2 separate regions of the Salvelinus alpinus genome follow, and region 2 is linked to region 1. The links are chromatin contacts, called in public Hi-C maps. All regions are on one chromosome and are shown on one strand. Each heading gives the region's core, a stretch centred on a gene start, on an enhancer-like site or on the middle of the called end of the contact. The rest is flanking DNA. Distances are from core to core; before and after follow the strand shown.

Region 1 (6,112 bases), core at 1,777-4,276:
TTGATGCTTCGGATGTTGGAGTGGGGGTCATCCTGTCCCAGCGATCTGCCCAGGACCAAAAGCTTCATCCCTGTGCCTATCTGTCCCATCGTCTCAATCCTGCAGAGAGGAACTACGATGTAGGCAATTGAGAACTCCTGGCGGTTAAGATGGCGTTGGAAGAGTGGAGGCACTGGCTGGAAGGAGCAGAACAGCTATTCTTGGTCTGGACCGACCATAAAAACTTGGATTATCTCTGTGCAGCCAAGCACCTCAACTGCAGGCAGGCCAGGTGGGCCCTCTTGTTAACCAGATTCAACTTCACCATTTCCTACTGCCCAGGGTCAAGAAATGTGAAGCCTGACGCTCTCTCCCGCCTATACAGTTCCTCTGCCACACCCTCGACCTCCGAAACCATTCTCCCTACCTCATGTCTTACTGCCACTGTGGATTGCGGTATTGAGAACCTGGTTCGCGAGGCGCAACGCTCCCAGCCTGTTTGTCCCTAACCCAGTCCGGTCCCGGGTCCTGGAATGGACTCATTCCTCCAGACTGACCTGTCATCCAGGGTCCCGTCGTACACTAGCCTTCCTCTGACAACGTTTCTGGTGGCCCACAATGGTTCCTGACATCTCTGCCTTCGTCGCCGCATGCACAGTGTGTTCTCAGAACAAGACTCCACGGCAAGCTCCTTCTGCCATCCTTCAACTTTTGCCGGTCCCTCATCATCCTTGGTCTCATATCTCTGGACTTTGTCACTGGGCTCCCTCCGTCTGATGGCAACACTGTCATTCTGACGGTAGTCGATCGGTTCTCCAAGGACGCCCATTTCATCCCTCTCCCCAAACTACCTTCTGCCAAGGAGATGGCCCAGTTTATGGTGCACTATGTCTTCCGGATCCATGGACTCCCGGTAGACATTGTCTCCGATCGGGGTCCTCAGTTCTCGTCTCAGTTCTGGAAGGCATTCTGCACCCTTATTGGGTCGTTGGCCAGCCTGTCATATGGATTCCATCCCCAAACCAACGGTCAGTTGGAGCGAGCCAACCAAGATCTGGAAACCACCTTGAGATGCCTGGTCTCAACCAACCCCACAACCTGGAGCCGTCAACTGGTCTGGGTGGAATATGCCCGGAACACCCTTCCCTGTTCTGCCACGGGACTCTCCCCTTTCAAGTGCTGCAAGTGCTCCACTCTTCCAAGAACAAGAGCAGGAGCTCAGCCTACCCTCGGCCCAGATGTTTGTCCACCGCTGTCGACGTACCTGGAGAAGAGCCAGGGTGGCTATTCAGACAGTAGACTCTAGGGCATAGAGTATGCAGTGCCATTGATGACTTTCACCATTCTTAGGTAGTCAACTGGGTGGGACTTCCTATGAGTTAAGGAATGATCACATAATTCCATCCAGGTCATCAGGAGGGATTGGCCAATGAATTATACTTTTGAGAAAACATGCCATAACTGCAGGTGGCAATAAATCATCAACGTTGGCTTTATACCTGTTCCAACAACACACTATAGGTGCCAGTGTGCACCTTTTAGAACTACATTTCCCTTTTTCAGGACCCTGTCTTTCAAAGATAATTGGTAAAAATCCAAATAACTTCACAGATCGTCATTGTAAAGGGTTTAAACACTGTTTCCTACGCTTGTTCAATGAACCATAAACAATTAATGAACATGTACCTGTGGAACGGTCGTTAAGACACTAACTCCTTATGGACGGTAGGCAATTAAGGTCACAGTAATGAAAACTTAGGACACTGAAGAGGCCCTTCTACTGACTCTGAAAAACACCAAAAGAAAGAAGCCCAGGGTCCCTACTAATTTGTGTGAACGTGCCTTAGGCATACTGCAAATAGGCATGAGGACTGCAGATGTGGCCAGGGCAACAAATTGCAATGTCCGTACTGTGAGACGCTACAGAGAGTGCTACATGGCCAGCGAAGAGCCCGGATCTCAATCCCATTGAGCAAGTCTGGGACCTGTTGGATCGGAAGATGAGGGCTAGGGCCATTCCCCCCCAAAATGTCCGGGAACTTGCAGATGCCTTGGTGGAAGAGTGGGGTAAATCTGGTGCAGTCCATTAGGAGGAGATGCACTGCAGTACTTAATGCAGCTGGTGGCCACACCAGATACTGACTGTTACTTTTGATTTTGACCCCCCCTTTGTTCAGGGACACATTATTCAATTTCTGTTCGTCACATGTCTGTGGAACTTGTTCAGTTTATGTCTCAGTTGTTGAATCTTATGTTCATACAAATATTTACACATGTTAAGTTTGCTGAAAATAAATGCATTTGACAGTGAGAGGACGTTTCTTTTTTTGCTGAGTTTAGAAGTAGTAGAAGAAGAAAATGTACTACTTCACAATGGAGATGCCTCAATGTTGCTGCCCAAGTTCACATAGTCGCCAAATGGAACATATACAATGTTGCATCTGCTAACTATCTCTATGGGGACTCCTGCCAGCACACACAACAGGTGCAGTTGAATACAATCATTAGGCTACTTTGTCAGAAGCAGCCTAGCCAACAGAAATGTATCACTATTATGTTGTCCGTTTACTTCATTCAATCTAAGGTAATGTGATAACTTGAAAGATTTAAATTAAGATTATATATATATATTTTTTTACATTTCAACAAGTCTGCATGAGAAAACTAGATGCTGTGAAGAGGAATTGCCCGGTGTAAGACAATTTCTGTTTAACAATGTGGAAGGACAATTGAATTAACTAAACTCTATAAAGGAATAGAGAATATGGGCCTGCGGTGTCATATTTTAATCATTAAAGTTTGTGAAATACCAACTGGTCTTTGTTTTTGTAGTGCACTGTTGGATCGGTGCCAGTGGGCAATGGCATCACCCGCGTATCAGCTCGAACCACGGGTGTATTCCTTACGCCTATTATGTTGCAAAACGTTTCTTAAACGGAAGCAAACTGAACGAAACGGGGATGGACCTACCTAAATTTGTCCAATAGAAACTGTCGTTTTGCTCCGTTTTCTTCCTTTTGGTTCTTAAACAGTACATGGTTTCCGTAATGAATACGCCCCATGGTTCACTTCGCTGTTGCGCCAGGACATTAGGGATCCTCAATATTTTACAGCTGATTCTCTGAAGTGCTGGAGGAAAAGAAACTCAGTCACAGACGTACGGTCCAATGCCAGGTATTTATCGCTGTGGTTTTGTCATTATCAGAGGAAATATAAGATTTTTTAAAATACCTATTTAAGTAGTTTCCATAAACAATTACGTTTTTGTTTTAGACCTTTTTTGATATCATAACTTTACTATCCCTACACTCTGGCAAGCATGGAGAAATGCAAAAATAAGTGTTTACAATAATTAGCGGAACATGAAAGCGCTGCTCTAAAACACGCCAGTTATAGGCACACTAGGCTGTGGTCTTTGAATAATTATATAAACTGTTGTCTCAATCAGACGAAAGGAACGTAGTACTATAGCCGCCGTTATAAGTCTGTTTGTCAGAGGCGGTTCATCCGTATTGTAGTTCCGGGTTTTACTGGGTAGCTCCGGTGCGGAGAGCATCACAACACCACACTGACAAACATTCCCTAGCAATCAAATAACTGGCTTCGTTTGAAGAAATACATGATTTATGCATTTTAGTTCAAACTGGAGGAATGGAAGGGAGGATCGCGGTGGCAGCGCCAGTACTACTGTCAGAGAGAGAGATTCAACATCGGTCTATGGCAGAGGAGGATCCTAACGGGAATGAGCACGGTTCGGCTGCCCGCAGCACGGCGCCTCGTTGGGGACCGCAGCATGCAGGGGCCCGACAACTTGCAACACTGTACTCACCTGGTAAGACAATGAGCTGGGGAGAATACTTTTTTAATTAATGAAGGACACTAAACCTCACTAAGATTAGGGCTGTCACCTAACTACGCGCGCCACGCTGCTGATAATTCGCCAAAACTGTAATGGGCTGTTTATATAGAGGATGATAATAACACCTGTCATTGTTGAGATGAAGTATAGCAAAGATTTTGTATTATATTGACAAGACAGTAGAGTGACCGCTCTAACGATGAAAATATATGTCCTCAAAGATGGCAGGCATGCGTTAGTAGGCGAGATCAGGTGGGACCATTCTAGCCAATGAGAGGGCAGATATTATTATTTTTTTATTGTATTGCCGAAATGCCATGTGTGTCCACTTATATCAGTGCATTTGTAACAACCTAACCATTACGAAACTTCTATAAGCCTCACGTTGTAAATTAGCAATTCCATTTTTGTTGTTGACCAAATTCGACACATTGACCTCCATACAAAAATTCCTCACTTTGTGGTCTTATTTTCGTGGACAGATTTTGGGCAGAGTAGAACCTCTCGCTTTGCTTTTTCCTCTCTGAGTATACCAACGTTTTAAACGTTGGGTAAAAGGGCAAAACCCCTTTGTTATAGAAATAATACTTGCATTGGCTTCAACATAAAATTATGAGTTCTATATTTGTAGCACCAGACTTTTTCATAGAAATGAAAGTGTCCTCCATTTATAAATATGAGCTGATCCAAGCAGGTACTGTGCACTTAATGCACATGTGTAGTAGTAGGCTACTCATCTAATATGATATTACATTGTTTTTTATTTCTGAACCAAAATCCTCAAATAATTTTAACCTGACACAGATCACACGGAATACGGACCTTGTAATACTGTGTGCATTTATGCTGTATTACACATCTATAATTAAATATATCTCATATTTGAATTCTGTCATAGGCTTGTTTATTCTATACAGACTTTAGAGCTGTAAAATGCATATCACTGATTTGGTGCTTTTCCAGAAGTGGGGTTGAGAGGAGAGCACTCTGTCTTGTTTCTGCACACTATGGAGAGTTGAGATCAGTTGGACAGTGCAGGGATCAGTTGGAACATGAAAGCCTAAAGACTTAGGGGAGCTTTACTGAGAAAAGAAGACTATAGTCCAGCTCTATGCTTGTCCTGGACTGTGATTCCTTGTGTTTAGGTTTTACATCTATTCAAAATTCAGAGTGCTATTAGGGTGATAATGATCACCCATTTTCCTGGGTGTGTTTGTCTATTGCCAGACATATGATGCTGCTACTGGCACATGTTATTAATTACTGTACACGTATGTAGATGGATGGAGGGGAGAGTGCATGGTTAATAAATTAATGTAGTAAAGAATGTTCTTGGTAATGGGGGATTGAAGAGTGTTTTCTTTCGGCCAGATGTGAAGCTGGTTCTCACACCAGTTTATATCTAATCTGTTACTCTGCTTAGTATAATAATAGTAGTAGTAGTAGTAGTAGTAGTAGTAGTAGTAGTAGTAGTAGTAGTAGTAGTAATTATAATAAATGGGACTTATATAGCTCTTTTCAAGGACCCAAAGTTGCTTTACAATTATAAAAAGAAAAACAAGAAAACAGGAGTCAAAATATCAGACTAAACAAAACATAAATAAAGAGAAGAGAAAGAGTGTGATGTATCAGTGTATGTGGAGGGAAGGGTTGGGATTGGGGTTAGGATAGTAGTGTGAGAGGGTTGTGAACAGCTATTAGCGTGTGGTATTGGACCACACATTGGCCTGGAAGTAACACAAAACCAGATTTCAAGACACTGCAACATCACAGCTGTTCACAAGAACACCCATTCCATTACATGGACTCCTCTAATGGTATCTAAGAGGTTGCTTACTGTATCCGTCTGTTGAGTTAATGGAGTGACAGGTCTCAGGGTTGAGGGATGATACTGTTACAGCACAGAGATGAAAGGGACATGATCTTGTAAAACCAGAGTTGCGTGTTTGACTCTTTAAGTCTCTGATTATGGACAACTATTCTAAGAGGATTCCCCATGCATTTGGGGTCCTATTTTATCCAAGTCACTAAATGGCTGGGCGGTTTAGTGGGCCATATGGGCACTTCCAGGGTAACGGTTTTACACTGAGACTCAGATTTTTCATTCTAAAATGTATGTCAAACAAAAACCATTGATTTCAAAGTTTAACAAACCATAGAACTCTATGCACAAGGACTGATGTAGATTTTACCATAATTCTGTTACCAAACTTTACATCTACAGTTTTTCCAGTTTTTTTTATTGTGTAAATGTTATGAATTCTATGTATAATG
Region 2 (6,112 bases), core at 1,024-3,523, 150 kb before region 1:
CAGCACCCTCCTCCTCCTCCAATCTCCCCTCATCATCATTATTGTTCTCTGGTCCATGGAGGCCTGTTCATGTGTAGAGCATCTGAAATCACTGTGCTGCCAAACCCCAAACTGTGGTGGGGAACCTGAGCAACAGCAGAACAAAGAATTCCTCCATGCACATTTGGCTGGAGTTTAACACAGTCAGAGGAAATGGATTAATCTTAAGTGACAAAAGAATATACAGTTAAATATTGGTCAAATGTGTATTTTCCCATGCATATTTATTAAAAAAGATACTAGAGGCAAAATGATTCCTCTGCTCTCACCTTTTTGCTCATTATCCACACACAGACACCACGCTTACGAGACAAAAAGAGTGTGGCTTTGCAGTATTTAAATCAGTTATGTCTAATTATTTCCTTTAAAAATAGCTTATCTAGGGCAAAACCAATGAGATGTAACATTGTCTGTGGAAGTGGGGGGGGGGGGGGGGGGCTAGCAGAGCTGGCAAGAGTTCAGCTGAACAGAACAGAGAGAATCCGCTGTAGGCAACATAAATATAACATGAACTCTCCAGGCTTGTGACAGTACAGTGAGGGAGTGTTTAACAGGGCTTTCTGAGGCTAGTCCTACTACACCATATACATGTATTTAAGGTGGAGAGGCAATGAGAGAGGGACAGACAGGAAACTGACTGTTGTTTCCATCAACTGTGTTGTCTATGGTTTGTGTGACAGGTGTATTGGTGTGCTCCTTCACATCCTTGTCAGTTTTCATGTGTCATCATTAACTGTGTTACCAATAATCAAACAGCATTTCAAATCAAGCAACAACACAGTGATGTCTACATTGTAATGTGAGTCAGTAAAATGCACATTGCAGTCACATTTCACATGCTGATCTAAATCAATTTAGGCCTACATGAACTATGTAGACATCCCCAAATCAAATATGCTAAACTGGTTTTCTAACACAAAATCCAGTTAAACAGAACAGCATTATTATTCAACTATATTACATGTCCCTTCTCCTAATACTTCCACAGCCCTTTTAGATTTGCCTAATGGTTCTACTGGCCCAGTGTGGGGAATCAAAATGGCAAGCAGGATATTCATATGTCCCTGCGCTGTTACTGCTAGACCAGAGATTGTCTTAATTAATATCAGCCACATGTCTTTTTGCCTTATTCAAAGCTGGTTGATGCTCTATAAAACCAAATCCGAACGATGACAGAGGGTGTAATCGCGTGCTATGTGATTCAACAATACTACTTTTAGAAACCATTCATCTCTCGGCTGTCCTTGACCCTTAAGGAGCTTGTAATGTGGGCTATTTTCCTCCTTTGTATTTATCGAAGAATAAGGGACCACTGCGGAGAGATTTTACCCTTGTGTGCCAGCGGCCTCTCTCTGGGACGCCACAAGCGCTTTAAAAGCGGTCTCCAGGCGCGCGCTCATTTCAGGGGGAGTTCAGACGAGACAAGAGGGGCCCCCACATCAACGGGGGTCAATTTTAAAGGCCGCTCCGTCTCACGACGGGGGCGAGGCTCAATCTGCAGGACACCCCGCAGGTCAAGACAGGGAGGGAGCCCACCAAGATATCCATGACAACGCCCGGGCAGCTCTAGCTCGGTCAAAGAGCACACTGTGCAGGAGAGAAAATAACAAAGCACCATGTGATTTTAAATATTTTTCTGGCTCATATTGGCAACATGTCCCTTTTCTGTAGGAGACAAACACACGAATTGTAGTCCTAGTCTGAACTGTTAGGGCTCAGCAGTTTGCCCCAACACATAACTCCTGACATTATGAGTTCCGTTGGTATTGAAAACATATGGCCCTCTAATAGGTCCTGTCCGAGGGTTAAGTTTACCACTAGTGAGGGCCCAGACCCCTTTGATAAAACAACATAAATACACTGCTAGGCCGATTATTTCAAATACATAAAACATGTGAATAATTACATGACATGGATTTATATTTGCATTAGGTGCATTTAGAAAGCCACTACGAACAATATAGGCCCATATAAAAAATACAATCCAGTCAGATTAATTTATGATAAAATATAAACAATTAGGCCTATGTATGTAAAAATATCAGGTTGCATTTCACGACTTTTAGAAAAAGAATTTCAACATAATTGGCAATCGTCACCCCTAGTGAGAAAGTAGCGCACGACTAACCAATTTAAGATGGAAAGGACTAAAACTGAATCCGGTCCGTATTTTTCACGCGCTGTGCAGAATTCTTTGATGCTCCGTGTTTTGGCCCCGATCCGTGCTCCAAGTTGAGCTGTAGTTTCCATGGCTGACCATGGTTTGGTGCTGTTGGCTCTCTCTGTCTGTTCAACCCAGGCTGTGCATAGCTCCCTGCGGGATCAGAGCGCTCCCCCGCCGGGACCCTACTCTCACATCCTCCTGCTGGGACACGGCTACATTTCCAGCCAAGCCTGGCTTTATTATGTGTGTCTGCGCTGCAGCCCCGCCAGCAGTCGGATCGGGAGGCGGAGGGAAGACCAGAGTCAGGACAAAGAAAAAGGTAGAGAGAGGCTAAATACTACAAACATTTGACTGATTTCAGGATTTAAAAACGCAAAACCCCAAGGGGTGAAAATGCTGGGTAAGGTTGCATTACCCATGCCACCTTCTGAAAAATAACGGACGAAGGGAGGTTCGGTGTTCGCAAGATTAGGGTGAAAAAGAGACTTATTCCGAGAACTGCACAACAAACCCTCAAGACGAAGAGGAAAAGAAGACAACGTAACGCTTGATTTTACGGAATTCTATAATTGTATAGTCAATGTCATCGTATTTTGATGTATTGGCACCTTTCTAACGGCCCGATCAGGTGTTACCGCATGGCTGTCATTTTGGCGTTGGCTGCCTCTTGAAACTTGGACTCTACCGATTAAGTCGCGCTATAGCTAAGGTGTTTATGAACGTAAAGGAGCAAAAGATACTGTCGTCACGGACTCCGAAAGAAAGACGCGTTATTCCGTTAATTCTACAGGTTGAGTCCAGCCGAAGAAGTTAAATTGCTGGAGTATCCGGGCGCAGCGCCTCTCCACAGCTCCAAATTGTATAGGCTACTCACCTCCCCTTTAACTGGACTATAGGATACTATCAGAGACTTAAGTTGCCGCATTGCAACAGGCAAAGAAGTGAAAAACACGCCAGCTGAAGTATCCATCTATATGACTATTTTCGCAAAACATTAGAGATCGATTCGAGAAGAAAATACTTTCACAATCCAGAGATGTCTAGACGAAAACAGGCCAAACCGCGCTCCGTAAAAGGTAAGTTGTTTTAATGGGGACAAACTCTCGCATGACCAATAAGATTTCATGACTACCTTTTGGCCTAGGCTACTATGAAATTCAACGATTAAATATCCTCAGTGTTTTATTTATATATAGTCAAACAAAAGCCTAAGCAATTTAAAGAGGGGGAAATAATAGATAGGCCTATTTTATCCGGTCCAACAGCCAACTTTCTGTAGTGTTGCAATAGTGACTCGGGTCTTCCCTGGTCAGTTGATTACGTAATTGATTTAAAATTGTGACCACGTTTGTTACTTGACTAGACTGCAATGTGTTTGTTTCATTAGCTACTGTTCACCTGTATCGTGGAGGTGTGCGTATTGATTGTCACCCTTGCTGTGTATGACGCGCATTATGCCCATGCATTCCCACATCTTGCATATGTTGTTTTTCCATCGCCATGATTAAAGCATAGGGTTATTGGTTTGTGTTTTACTTGCTGGACCGTTTTCTTGGTAACCTGTATTTTCTAGTCAAATTCAATAGGACCGCATCCGTGAACTGAGAGCGAGATGATACTGAGCCATTACAGTGAAGTGGACGGGCAAGGGGCATTTGGCTCGTTTTGCCTCTGTGGAAACCAGATGGGCAATGGGGTGGCCATGTGGTCCCGAATTATTACCCCTCCCCCAATTTGTCTTTTTGTTCTAATTGATGGCAACAATGTGCAATGGTTTATTTAGGTTGAAAGGTTATAAAGCCTACATTGTTTTAGTAATGTATGTATTGTTTTGTTAGTTGTGCTCTCTGTACATGCAGTGAATGGTTCACCAAGACTAATGGCAAGTTCTAACTGGGTTGATGACCCAGTCTGAGTCAACAGAGATTGGTGTCATGATCTCTCGGGATACCTTTGGTGTCTACTAAAATATACACTGGTTCAAAGCAAGACATTTTAAAATGATCACATATAGGCTGAATGTGGGAAAGGGATCACTTGATTATTTCAACAATTACTAATACTAATGAACTAACTACAAGGCATTTACAGGTAACTCCCAAAATAAAGTAAACACTTGAGTAAATCAGGGATACAAAGTATATTGAAAGCAGGTGCTTCCACACAGGTGTGGTCCCTGAATCAATTAAGCAATTAACATCCCATCATGCTTAGGGTCATGTATAAAAATGACCAGTTTCCTTTTATTTCAGCTGCTATGGCTAGAGTTAAAGATCTCAAGAGGGGTCTCAAAGGAGCATGGTGGGCGGGTGTGTCAATCACCGTATCTCAACACAAGTGGAAACTTATGGGAGAATCTGAAGTGGTGGCTGAGACAACGTTTTCCACCACATCAACAAAACACCAAATTATGGAATTTCTTGTGGTAGAATGGTGTTGCGTTTCTTCAATAGAATTCCAGACACTTGTAGACCCTATGCCAAGCCGCATTGAAGCTGTTCTGGCAGCTCGTGGTGGCACAATGCCCTATTAAGACGCTGTTTCCTTTATTTTGACAGTTACTTGTACATGTACTATATGTCATGTGAAAACAAATCCCAATTTCTCTGCATAAAGATAGCTAGTCTTTGTACTGTTTTGTATCCTGAGTGTGTTCGTTTGGCAGTGGCAGCTTGTGGCTTTGAATAAACAAAGCTTGTGCTTAGTCGGTGATGCACAGCAGCCAGAGGCCAGATCTATGTGTAACTAAGATGTGTTCTGTTGCTATCTCCGCACAACACCTTTCTCACTAACTGGCATATTCTCAAATTATGAGTGAGCGTCAGTGGTACAGGGCATGCACCAGGGATTATTTGTGTTTTTCGTGTCCTCTTGTCTCTCACCTGCTCACTCAACTCCTACGAGTGCCTGTCAATGCCAATGCTCAAATCAAATTGTATTAGGCACATACACATATTTAGCAGATGTTATTGCGGGTGTAGCGAAATGCTTGTCTTCCTAGCTCCAGCAGTGCAGTAGTATCTAACAGTGCAGTAGTATCTAACAATTCACCATAGTACACACACATCTAAATGTAAAAGAATGGAATTAGGAAATATATAAATATTAGATTGAGCATTGTCGGAGGGGCATTGACTAAAATACAGTAGAATAGAATACAGTATATACATATGAGATGCGCAAAGCAGTATGTAAACATTATTAAAGTGTCATTCAACACATTGAGACTCATATTTATTCCTCTTTTGCTACACACAGTCAACCGGCTATGATGAAAAAGGATTTGATGAAACCACCAATCCTTGTTATCATCAGTAGTTTGTGGTGGGGGGGATTTTCTTTCCTAATTGAGGTTGCATTAATAGCTATGATTGGCTGTTTTACTAATGGGGAGGGGGGAGAGGGGAACGAGTGGTTCTTATCAAAATATTATTTCTCCCGATTAATCCCTTTTTAATGTGTGTCTTTGCGTAGAGTGCCTGGCCGGGGTATTTCTGTTTCATATCTCCCCCGTCCCCATGAGTATTTCATGCATTATGTAGTGATGATTATTACTTAATTACACATTAATAAATCCTCTTCATTTACAGGACATTAAGCGGGAATGAGTGCACATGACATCCAGGGAGCGAGAGAGCACTTATTTATTTTCCACAGTGTTGTTTAGTCAATCAAATCAAATAGGACCTTTAACCTGGGATGGAGGAGAAGGAGCCGTTGGAACAAGGCTTGTCTAGGGCTCCACCTCCCCTCTGCTTTCCCCCTTCTTTCCACGCAAATTCCACCAGTACTACTGTTTACACCAGCTTCCCCTATCAATTCAAAAATTTTCTAAGTTGCAGTAAAATCTTCAAAAATCTTAATCTATTTATTTAGCTCCACCTGGCTGAGATTGTAATGTTTCTCTTC

Evidence for each region. Hi-C and Micro-C count contacts between places; a contact is called where the count stands out from the background.
Region 2: a Hi-C map of red muscle shows a contact between it and region 1, with 5 times the contacts expected there. The contact joins the promoter of LOC139584793 here to the promoter of LOC139530101 in region 1. A contact is called at or near these places in 2 of 3 Hi-C or Micro-C datasets (muscle and red muscle).

The regions. Positions count from the first base shown.
Region 1 is chr9:38,736,375-38,742,486 of SLU_Salpinus.1, reverse strand. It overlaps LOC139530101 (plasmanylethanolamine desaturase 1-like), which reads left to right and starts at 3,026. Exons shown (of 7, transcript XM_071326202.1): 1 at 3,026-3,153; 2 at 3,617-3,811. The coding sequence starts at 3,147. The region is part of intron 1 of LOC139530103 (a long non-coding RNA gene); the gene reads left to right.
Region 2 is chr9:38,884,989-38,891,100 of SLU_Salpinus.1, reverse strand. LOC139584793 (zinc finger protein 423-like) reads left to right here and starts at 2,273. Exons shown (of 8, transcript XM_071417014.1): 1 at 2,273-2,522. The coding sequence starts at 2,288. The region is part of intron 1 of LOC139530103 (a long non-coding RNA gene); the gene reads left to right. It overlaps LOC139584794 (a long non-coding RNA gene), which reads right to left and starts at 2,284. Exons shown (of 3, transcript XR_011676829.1): 1 at 2,168-2,284; 2 at 1-1,626.